Regions from separate parts of the Mus musculus genome. Here region 2 is linked to region 1. Evidence: chromatin contacts called from public Hi-C data. All regions are on one chromosome and are shown on one strand. The core of a region is the stretch at or near the end of the contact, and the rest is flanking DNA. Distances in the headings are between cores, read along the strand shown. Region 1 overlaps Gm41290 (a long non-coding RNA gene). Region 2 holds the start of Laptm4b (lysosomal-associated protein transmembrane 4B).

The links. A called contact is a pair of places that touch in the nucleus more often than the background predicts.
Region 2: a contact with region 1 is called in a Hi-C map of bone marrow-derived macrophages, with 2.1 times the contacts expected there. The contact joins the promoter of Laptm4b here to the enhancer-like site in region 1. A contact is called at or near these places in 5 of 39 promoter capture datasets (the 3T3-L1 cell line, the HPC-7 cell line, macrophages and 2 more), 10 of 484 Hi-C or Micro-C datasets (the CH12 cell line, the G1E-ER4 cell line, LSK cells and 6 more), 4 of 115 datasets of contacts at active chromatin or transcription factors (bone marrow-derived macrophages, craniofacial prominence, embryonic stem cells and 1 more) and 1 of 9 other capture datasets (liver).

The regions. Positions count from the first base shown.
Region 1 is chr15:34,024,416-34,030,088 of GRCm38.p6, forward strand. It overlaps Gm41290 (a long non-coding RNA gene), which reads right to left. Exons shown (of 3, transcript XR_875114.2): 2 at 2,121-2,622. Among named protein-coding and RNA genes, the nearest start is that of Gm41290, 11 kb to the right of the region's middle. Within about 2 kb of position 2,651, at least 14 of the 459 cell types and tissues checked have an H3K27ac peak or open chromatin away from gene starts, as enhancers often do. A contact at or near this core is called in the HPC-7 cell line and bone marrow-derived macrophages, where this site is marked.
Region 2 is chr15:34,234,895-34,240,567 of GRCm38.p6, forward strand. Laptm4b (lysosomal-associated protein transmembrane 4B) reads left to right here and starts at 3,132. Exons shown (of 7, transcript NM_033521.3): 1 at 3,132-3,528. The coding sequence starts at 3,430.

The sequences.
Region 1 (5,673 bases), core at 1,401-3,900:
TATTTCTATTTTCTATTGATAAAATCAAGACAACTTATAGAAAAAAGTTTGTTTGGGCGTGCGTACAGTTTCAGAGAGTTAGAGTTAAGACATCATAGAGATGAGCAAAGGAGCAGACAGGCATGGTGATGGAGCAGTAGCTGAGAGCTCAAATCTTGATACATAAGCACAAAGCAGAGGGAGGGGAACTGAGAATGGTGTGGTTTTTGAAACCTCAGAACCCAGTAACACACCTTTTACAACAAGGCCACACCTCCTAATCCTTCCAAAACAGTTCTACCAACTGGAGACCAAGTATTAAAATATCTGAGCCTGTGGGAGCCATTTCATTCAAACTACCACATATATATAGGGACCAACACCTCTGGTTTTGACCAGGATCCTATATGGTCCAGCAGAGCACCAGGTAATTGACATTGACTTCCCTTAGTCCCATGCCCTTCCATTAGTCTAGGTCACTCATTCTGTACCAGGCACAATTGAGATCACTGAGGAGCTAGCCTGGTCTCAGAGAAGAAGAAGACTTCCCAAGGGAATTAGTTACTGTTGCCGTGCTAGAACACCATAGTCATGGCAACTTATAGAAGGGCTTATTTCACTTATGGTCCCAAAGGGCTAAGAGTCCATCACAGAGGGAAATGTGACAACAAGCAGACATGGTGCCTGGAGCAGCAAGCAAAGCGCTCACGTTTCAAATGACAGGTAGGAAGCAGAGAGAGCTAACTGGAAATGGAGTCTGGATTTTGAAACCACAAAACCACCCTCCTCCAGTGACATACTTCTAGCAAGGCCACACTCCCTAAGCCTCCCCTAAGCAGCATCAGTAACTGGGCCAAGTATTCAAATGTCTGAAATTTACTGGTCATATCTCATTCAAACCACCATACCAGGCCTGTAAGAATCCTATCTTTTGAATGGGATTGAGCCACCAGTTGCAGAACCATGGAACCATCATGGTCATTGTCTGAGACTCCACATGTCTGTGGATATATGACCAGTCAAGAGAGGGGTAAGCATTGAGAAGTACAGGAAATGTTGAAGTCCACGAAATGGTCTGAGACTTAGTGGTCTAGGACAGAAGCCCACTCTAAACACTGGATCTCCAGAATCAGGGAGTAGTCCACAGGAAATTGATCTGATGCTTACTTAGTTCTTGTCCATAATCGCAGCTGGGGATCCTGTTGAGGTTTTGTCTTTTGCTGTTATTGTCATGTTAAATGCTGGGCCCCCAAGATATGGAGTCTGCACCTAGCTTCTAGGAACCTGTCCCCAGCTAATTCTGATTGGTAAATAAAAGTGTCAACAGCCAGTGGCTGAGGAGATGAGAGACAGGGTTTAGATTTCCTAGGCTAGAGACTACAAGGAGGAAGAGAAAGGCAGAGCCACCGTGCCTTAGGAGAGTGTGCAGGAGAAGAGAGAGGAGCGGACATAGTACACAGACATAACAAATTAAACATAAATACTACAAAACATTAAACTTCAACAAGTAGTACATATTCATGTAGTTTTTATTCCAATGTCCCCATCACAACCCACAGTTACTAGACTCGCAGTATAAAACAGTTTTCATCCCCAAAGTTCCTCCTGTGCCCACATATCAGCATCCCACTGATTGTCAGAAACAAAACACTGACTGTGCAACTGATAAAGTTTTAATCAAAGGGATGTGGTTTAGAAATATATTTCCAGGGCTGGTGAGATGGCTCAGCAGGTAAGAGCACCCGACTGCTCTTCCGAAGGTCCTGAGTTCAAATCCCAGCAACCACATGGTGGCTCACAACCGTCCGTAACCGTGATCTGACTCCCTCTTCTGGTGTGTCTGAAGACAGCTACAGTGTACTTACATATAATAAATAAATAAATCTTAAAAATATATATATATTTCCATCTAGCAACCAAATAAAATTTATATTCAGAGGTTTCTAGTGGGCAGAGATACAAATTTCATTACCTACAGGAAAAAAGCAAAGTTTAAGTGTCCACTATTGGGTTGGTTTGAACTGACTATGCTCAGGACACCAAGAGCAAGAAGGACTGATTCCCCATCCTCACCATAACCCCCCCCCCACCACCATAAAAGCCCCTTACCATTAACTCCACCACCATAAACCCCTCCTCACCAAAACTCCTGATGTGTTAAAATTGGGGCTCTCGTCTGAACACAGCACACTAGCCCAAACAGTTCCATGTGTAAGAGGTTTATTTGGGGGGAAGAGGGGTAAGATAGCAGCAGAAAGAAAAGGGAGGAAAGACAGAGAAGGAGGGGCATTCCCCTTATTCATATGGAAAATGACTTAATGCAGATAAAGGTGGGAGGTGAGCCAAGCAGATTCTGAGAATGTGGTAGCTGTTGTCTTGACGAATCTATAGGTCACATTGTCACCTATGTGATGTCATAGGTTTGGGAGGTCCTGATGCCAACATACCTCCCTTCTTGTTATTATAAAGAGAAGGAAAGAAAAGGGACTAAGGGTGTCTTGTCTCTTAAGCTGCTTCCTGCTGTCTCGGGGCTTCATTCATTTTGGGGTGTAGCTGGCTTTCACCATTGGGATCTACTTGGTAAACCTTCGCATCAGGTTCCTCTGTAGACAGTGGCTCCTCTGTGGGCAGCAGCTGGTAATCCTGTGACAGGAAATGATTAATAGATTGGTTAGAAATTTGTTGTATTTGTTGTTGAAGGAATGTAGTAACAAGATTAATGAGTCAGAGGGTGACCCGTCCAGCAGGTCCAGTTATTCGAGGGTCTCGAGCAGACCTTCTCCTAAGAACCAAATGGGGGAAGGGAGAGACAGAAACCAAGTGCAAGAAACAACACGTAAACAGTTTGAATAGCATCAAAGTCTCACTGTATTCAGCAAGGCTCAGGGCTTAAATGCACAAGCAAAAGGGGAAGTACTTCTCAACAGGAGGAATGGGGCAGCGGAAATGCACAGGCAAAGGAGAAAGTACTTCTCAGCAGGAGGGATGGGGCAGCGGAAATTTTTCTTTTGGCAACTACAAGGGAAGCAGGAACTTGGTGGTATCAGGGTACATCTTGTGGTCAGGACAACTGGCGCTGACTTAAGGCTGGAACATTCTGTGATTGTTCTCGGAACGGTGCATTGGTGGCCCGCTTTTGACCCCCTTTTCTTCTCGGGGGGCGGGGGGAGGCCCAATTCGGAGATCAAGACAATAGAGTTGTCTTAATGGCTCCCAACAAGGGGCAAATAATAATGCCAGGAAGATGACTAGGAAAGGTGTTACGAAACGGTCTTTCCACTTCCATCTAGGATTTTCAAAAATCCCAGAACTGGAGGTCTCACGATCCCTGAAGTTCTTTATGTATGACTGTAGCTCCTGGATTTTATTTCTCACTATCCGGGATTGGTTGACGTAGAAACAGCATTCTTCCTGGAGGAACAGGCAAAGACCACCTTCTTTAGCTGTCAGGACATCTAGCCGCCATCAGTTCTGAAGCACCATGGCTGCCAAATAATCGATCTGTTTCTGGGTAGTAAGCACAGTTTCAGAAATTTCCTGAAGATCGTTTTTAAACCAGGAAGTGAATGTATTATATTGGGTCACAAAAGTTATCTCTGCAATTCCAGTACCTAATAAGAGAGAGAAGGAGGGGCATTCCCCTTATTCATATGGAAAATGACTTAATGCAAGTAAAGGTAGGAGGTGAGCAAAGTGGATTCTGGGAATATGGTAGCTGTTGTCTGGGGAACACATAAGGGGAATGCCCCTTCTTTTCTCTCTTACTAGCACCTATGTCTATTCCCATAGTGACCAAGAGTGGCACGACCTGAACTGCCGTCTTATGTTGGGCAGCTATCATATCTACAACTGGGATTGGCAGGGGCTCATCTTCCTGGATTACTCCCAGTTCAGAGAAAAGGAATACCAACGTGCAAACTCCTGACCAGCTGGAGGGGAGGCGATGATATGCCTGAGTGCCACAGAGAATTGAAGTGTTCTGGACTGCAGGGCATTGTGGCAGAGATGATATCGAGGGTTATGGTTCTATTGCAGTCTAGGGATCTCAGCGTTCCTATAGAATGAGTCCCGGAGGTCTTAAAACAGTTTGCCACACCAAAGAGAGAGATAGAGGTAAGGTATGGAGTCATGGCAATATTGGAGTCAGGGCAGCTGACAGAGGATGAGGTAAGGCTACTTGGCAGTATCACAGGAGATGCTGTAAGTGATCATTGTTAGTTCTAGGGGGTACGCACAGCCAGCAATCTTTAAAGCGTCCAGGCCTGGTGACATTAAGGAGCTGGTAGGCCAAGGTCAAGGTTTGAAGCAAAAGAAGAAATGACAAGTTAGTGCTATATATAAGGGGTGATGTCAAAGAGGTAAGGACCTCAGAGGAGTTTTTGATCCTCTCCCCTACTTTTCTGATATCTAGGGGTTGAGCAATTGAGACATATTTTCTCTGGGTATGGATGGTACTTACGGGGGACCTGGGCTGATTTTTACAGTAGAGTTTACAAACAACTCCTGTCTCCCACCTGGAATCCCATGGGTCTTGTATGTAGAAAAGGAGGGTCTTGCAATGTTGATAGATGAAATGATTGGTCCGTAATCCTAGCATATGTATCTGGCAAGACCAATATAGGCAGCCCCCATATTTGTCTGGCCATTTTCTACAATAATCTCTTGTCTGTTCAAAGAGAAAGCAAGTATAGAGATCATAATATTTAGGTGGGATAACAGACAGATACAGGAATGATAGCAATTTGGATCAGTTCCTGGCATCCTGCCTCAGACTGCCCTCAGTCGGCCCCTCAATCCTCAGGAGAATCAGGGTCCCAGTACATGTGGGGAGGGAGGCAGCAAAAAGTGACAAACAGATGTGAACACAAGGAGATGTTGTATCTGAATGTAATTTGTAAAAGTGAGCATCAGAGTTATATATGACAGAAAACAAAGAAGTTAAGTGATACATTAAGGTCATCCAAGGTATACTGAAGTTATCTGACACAAAACAAAAAATGCATACAAAAAAACCAATCACAATTCCAGGCAATGTTTACATTTGAGATAAGATCAGCCCTATGTAAAGTCAGCTATTCACAGGAGCTAGGTGAAAGGTCTGATGCAATGCTAGTCTATTGTTAACCCACCACCATGTGTCCCTTAGTAAATACCTAATTATGCTATTCCTCTGGGCCTAGTGAAAAACACCGACCAGGAGAATTCTGTTCTACCAACCCTTTCAAGAATAATACAATGCAGCCTGGCGTGGTGGTGCACGCCTTTAATCCCAGCACTTGGTAGGCAGAGGCAGTGGATTTCTGAGTTTGAGGCCAGCCTGGCCTACAGAGTGAGTTCCAGGACAGCCAGGGCTACACAGAGAAACCCTGTCTCGGGAAAAAAATAAATAATAATAATACAATGCTTCAGTTCCTCCTAAAACCACAATCCATCTTCTTTCTACTAGTATGTAATGTAGGCTGCCATTCATGTCTGTAATGAGAATTCTAAGTTTACTATTTTGAACTAGCCCTGAGAATACTAGCTCCTAACCAACAGACTGAGATGCCTCATTACTGTCAACACTGGGGCATTTTTTTTTTCTGGATGAATAACATTCTTATGAAATTCCAAGGCCAGGGTCAGCTCAAGGACTGCCTAGGACATTGATGAAGGACAGCAGTAGAGTTCAACCTGATTTAGGTATTAGTAAAA
Region 2 (5,673 bases), core at 1,882-4,381, 210 kb after region 1:
CAGGATAGTATTATGAATCTATATAATCTCCATTTTCATGCTTCACAGAATAGGTATACAAAGTAACATTGTGTCGTTTGGATTTCTGATATGTGCTTTGAAAGTAATTAATAATAGGAAGATTTGAATCCTCTGTAGCAGTGTATGCTAGAAATCTTAGCTCTCTTGAGAGTTTGAGGTAGGAGGTGTTAATCTCAAAAGGGGTTTTTCTACCCCACCTTTGATCATTCAGTTCCGGATAAAAGACAGCTTTTATTATTATAACAAGCCTTAATCATCACTAGAGCAGGGCAGGTATGTACCCTCGATGCTGTTATACCTGTTTCCCTGTCAATAACCCCACAATATGACTTGCCATGCTTCATCTGGGTTGTTCTTAACTCCAGCTGGCCAGGCCTCATAGCCATGATTATATGACTTACTTAACCCATAGCATCTTCTCTCTCTCTCTCTCTGTCTGTCTATTTTTCTCTGTGTCTCTCTCTCTCAATTCTGCCTATCTCAATTCTGCCCAGCTATAGCCCATAGGCATCTTTATTTTCCAATCAGGGATAACTTGGGAGGCAAGGTCACACAGGATTCCTTGGTCTCTGCACAGATTCTCTTCCTGCTGGAGGCAACCAAGCCTTTGGGCCAGTGTTTAGCATTACAATACATAGCAAAGGACCAACCTGTCAACCAAGGAGGCCTAGACAGGGCTACTTAGTCAGATTGTCTCGAAAAGAAAAAAAGAAAAAAGAAAAAACAGAGAAGGGAACATAAAGGAAAGGTTTTGGGAGACAAAGAAGTTTCCAGTTCTAAAATCCTAGAGGAAAATATCTAAATTGTTTACAGAAGACAACATAAAGACAGTGAGGCATGGAAGAGTAGACTCTATCAAGTTGCGGGGCAAAATGGCTGAGGTCAGGAAGCTGCTCTGCATCCTGGACAGGAAAGGACAATTGTGCCCTGAGGCTTCTAGGGATGAAAATAAAGCACTTTCTCAAATAATGGCAGTACTGCAAATAGTGGCATCGTGCAAATCTCAGTGGCACATGCACAGCCCTTGGGAGGCAGAGGCAGGAGATCTGGAGGTCCCTCTGGTCTACAGAGCAGAGGGAGTCAGGACTACACAGTGAGTCTCTGCTTCAAAAAGCCCCAAACACAAGTTACAGGGAGAAGCCCAGTTCTCTCTGCTGTTGTTTGGTTGGAGACAAGGCCTCTAAACTTAGCTCTGTCTGACCTGGAACTCACCATGAAGACCAGGTTGGAATCAAACTCACGGAGATCTACTTGCCTCTGCCTCCGCCCTTCTGAGTGCTAGGATCAACGATGTGAGCCCCCATGCCTGGCCCAGTTCTTGTTTTTCCGGCAACACTCTTTTGCATTCCAGTAATCTTTTGCACTCCAAAGATCCTGTAGCTGTTTGGTTTACCTACCAAGCTTCACCTGCGCACATTTTCTTCAGCTAGTGTCTATTCTATATTTTAAAATCTATAGCAATTTGGCTACTGTGACTTCATATCTAGAATAGTAAATTTTCTGAAATATAAAATTCATCTGAATCAATGTGTCATTTGCTTAATAAATTTGAAATCTTTGTGGGAAAAGAAGAGAGAGGGCAGTATCTATGTTAATTTTGAATTTTCAGAGTCTTTCAATGCAGTATTCCTCAGTCTGTATTACTATCCCTTTCCTGAATACTAATGTTTGTGGTTTTGTTCACTAATGGCTGTGGGCATAATTATATACTCTTTTTGCAACCCTGAGGATGGAGCTCAGAGCCTCCTGCATCCTGAGATAACACTCCACATGAGAGGAAAGCCCCAGCCCATAACTAACAATAGACAATCCCAGAGAGAAAATTATCTTTAATGTTACGAAGAAAAGAAACAAATACCGAGCTTTTCCAATTCCTCCCACAACAGTTATCCTGCTTGTATCTTTGCTCAAGGACCTACACGTGGTATCTCTGGGAATAGAAGCCAAGTTTAAACTAGAGTGTGGTAGATGCACGTCTTTGTGAAACTAACCAATCTTGAACCATCTTTCATCTTATTTGACATGTACTTTAATTTAAATCGAACCCATTTTAAAACTTTTTTAAATTTTTGTTGTTTTTCAAGACAGGGCTTCTCTGTATAGCTCTAGTTGTCCTGGAACTTACTCTGTAGATCAGGCTAGCCTTGAACTCAGAAATCCACCTGCCTCTGCATCCCAAGTGCTGGGATTAAAGGCATGCGCCACCACTGACCGGCCAAATTGAACCCATTTTATTTCTTGTTCTAATCCTGAAATAAAACTTTCACATGGTCTCTTTTTTTCCCTTCCTTCCTTTCCTTCCTTCCTTTCTTCCTTCCTTCTTTCCTTTCCTGAAACAGGGTTTCTCTGTGCAGTTTTGGCTGTCCTGGAACTTGCTCTACAGACTAGGATGGCTGTCCTGGAACTTGCTCTATAGACTAGGATGGCTGTCCTGGAACTTGCTCTATAGACTAGACTGGCTGTCCTGGAACTTGCTCTATAGACGCTGGCCTGCCTCTGTCTCCTGACTGCTGAGATTTAAAGCGTGCACCACCACCAATGCCCGGCTTCACACGAACTTTTAATTTAAGTTATCAGAGCTTCTTAGCTAGCACTGTGGTCATCAAAGGCTAAACTTGGATCCTATCCAAAACAGCAGCTGGAGGGACATCCCCCGCCCCCAGACCCTAGTCCTCTGCCTGGGCTCTTTCAACGCTGTGTATTGTGACTTGCATAGATCTTTTGGCAGTAATTGTTTTTTTGTTTTTGTTTTACTAGAACTTCAGTCATTATTAAAAATGCCACGGAAGCACAGTGAGGATGCCCTTGACACACATTCTATTTTCTGGGAAAAGATTGCTACTAAAGTAATTGAGCTGGGAAGCTGAGATAAATTGCTCTCTGCGGGTTCCGCAGTGGTTCAAAGTACCGCAGTTGACTGGAATAATCATTCTAAGCAGTTTTCCTTCCTTCCGCCAGTTTGCAAGATAACTACAATCCTAGCACAGCATTCACCGGTTATTTGCAAGCTAGATGTGAGGCAAACACAGCTGGAATGAATCTGAATCCTAACCAAAGGTGCACCCCATTTCCGGAGGAAAATTCTGGAGACTCCCTCAGGGTCCAGCAAGGAAGCATTTATTTGGCGCAGCGCTCCCAGCGCCCGCAGCTGGCTGGAGCCGGTGGTGACATCACGAGCCCGGGCAGGCCACGTGACCCACGGCTTCTCCTCCCCCCTGCCTCCTAGCGTCGCCGCGGTCTTCGAGCCCAGTGTCCCGTCGCAGCGGCCACTCGGAGCTCTCGGTACAGTGCAGAGCCAAGGGTCGGGCGAGCGGTCCGAGGGTCGGGGCGGCCAAGGAGAGGGGCAGGAGCAGCGGACCCAAGACGAAGCGAGCGACGCTCTCACAAACTTCCACGAGCGCCGGAGCTATGAAGATGGTCGCTCCCTGGACTCGGTTCTACTCCCACAGCTGCTGTTTGTGCTGCCATGTCCGCACCGGCACCATCCTGCTGGGCGTCTGGTACCTGGTGAGCGCGCCCTGGCGTCGAGGGAGCCCCCGGGGTCCCCACGCGCGCCGCTCACCCCGCGCCACTAAGTCGCTTCTAGGTCGGCGTCGGTCTGGGGGCCGCCCGCGATCATCCGCCTAAAGTTGTATTATTAGAAAGTTAATTCTCGGGGAGAGCCGGGCTGCAGTGGCGGGGGCATGTGGGGCCGGGCGGGGGGGGGTGGGGCACCGGGCCCTGCGAGGTGCGGGCCGGGCATGTTCACCCCCGGGACGCACCACGGCTACACAGCGTTCGCCCTCGCGAGTTCGCGTCCGAGCAGAAACGGTTGGGAAATTCTTGTTCCTCTCGAGAGGATTTTCCTGCGTACGCCTGTTTAAAGCTCTTACACAGGGAAGGTACCCAAGTGTGCCTGTGTTCCAGTTGGCTTGGAGAAGCCATCTTAACAACCACTCAGGTTCCTGCCCGAGGACAGGTGATCCCTCTGAATAGGCACGGCGGGCAAATTTAGTTTTCTTTAAAAATGGCCTTCAGGTTGGCGCTCACATTTGTGTCAAGAACAAACATGTGATTCTCTGGGGCAGCGAGTTAGCTTGATGGATTCTTGCCCTGTGGCGCTGGCTGCCCTTGGTTGGTGGTTGGCAGCCTTGGACTGAGTCGGATTCCTCAATATTTTGGATTTTGTGACATCATTTTAGAGAGATCCGAGCTACTTGCTGCAGAACAACGAAATGTAGTTGAAAGTGGTAGTTAAGTGGCATATAAAACTTTTTAGTTAGAACATATTCTTAGCTCCCTTTGATAGTTTAAAAAGATATTCAGTATTGAATTGTAAACTGCCTTGTGCCATTTTAAACAATGCATTCCCCTTCCACGTGATGTTACAGTTCTATTTATAGTCTCAAGTTTTCTTTAGTTGGGTCCATTATGGCCGCATAATAGAATTTTTTAGTCTTAAAAGCTTTCCAACAGACCTTTGGTATATGTGGGTTCTGGCTGTTCAGTGTGAATGCAAATTGAACATTAATGTATTGGCTCAGCCCTGACTTTTCTTAAAGCCAAGGAATTTACAGGAATTTAAAACCATAGTTGGAGTGTGGAAAGTGGCCTCAGGAAGTGCTTTTATCGATGGCCAGTCAGGGCAGAAGGTGGGCTGCAAATGTCTGTGTCCTCCTTGGAAGTGTTCAGATCTGCAGGCTTGCAAGGGCTTCAGTGGATGCAGTTGGTAAAATCTAGGGCATTGCATTAGGCAAATGTACTACATGATCTACGGGAGATATAAATCTACTTTAGTCTTGTTGGCAGTCATCCAACCATGCTGTATTGGTGTGTCAAAAGCAGACTTCCCCCTCCGTAGGCTTCCTTTCCTGTAAGAGCCTGCCCTTTGTGAGGCATACGCTTCCAAGGAGACCAGAAAAGCTTAGGTACTCACCACATCTATATAGAAATCTTTTCTATTCCTATTGAAAATTTCTTGTTCACTAGTTGAGTTCCCTTATAGTTTTAAATACAAATCTGTTATCTAAGACCTTAATTTCCATTTAAAAAGGTCAACATGGTGAGGGCCTAAGGCCTAAGGAAAAATGAGGTACCTACCTACCTCTCCTTCCTACAAGCACCCCCCCCCCATCTTCTCACCCTGTCTCACCTGCCACGTGGTCATGTATAAAAAGAGTTTTCAGTGTAGACTGAGCCCCAACACAGCGTACTACATGATCTACGGGAGAGAAATACTTGAGCCCTGTAGTTGTCAGGTATCCAACCATGCTATATTGGTGTGTCAAAAGCAGACCGCTCCAAATGAAAATTTTGTGTTTCGTATCCCTGCTTACTGACTAGGGCTTACTAGTATTACCCTTTTACTAACTAACTAGGTCCTGCATGCTATGTACTGTGTTCAGTAAGCTAAATTTAATTTTCTAGGGATGAAATTAGAGGCTAAGAGCTTGTGGTTTATTTACAGTCCTTGGTTACAGCTCATGTGATAATCCGTATTTCTTTAAGCCTTTAAAAAGTTGTTGTTTTGCCTTGACTATCAAAGGTTTTCAGGAATAAAACATTGATTTGGCTACTAGAGTTTTCCCTCTAATAAATTCCATTCACATATGTGAGATCCACTTGTTACTTGTACAGTTCATTGACAATGACACCAACGTTACTAATCCATAT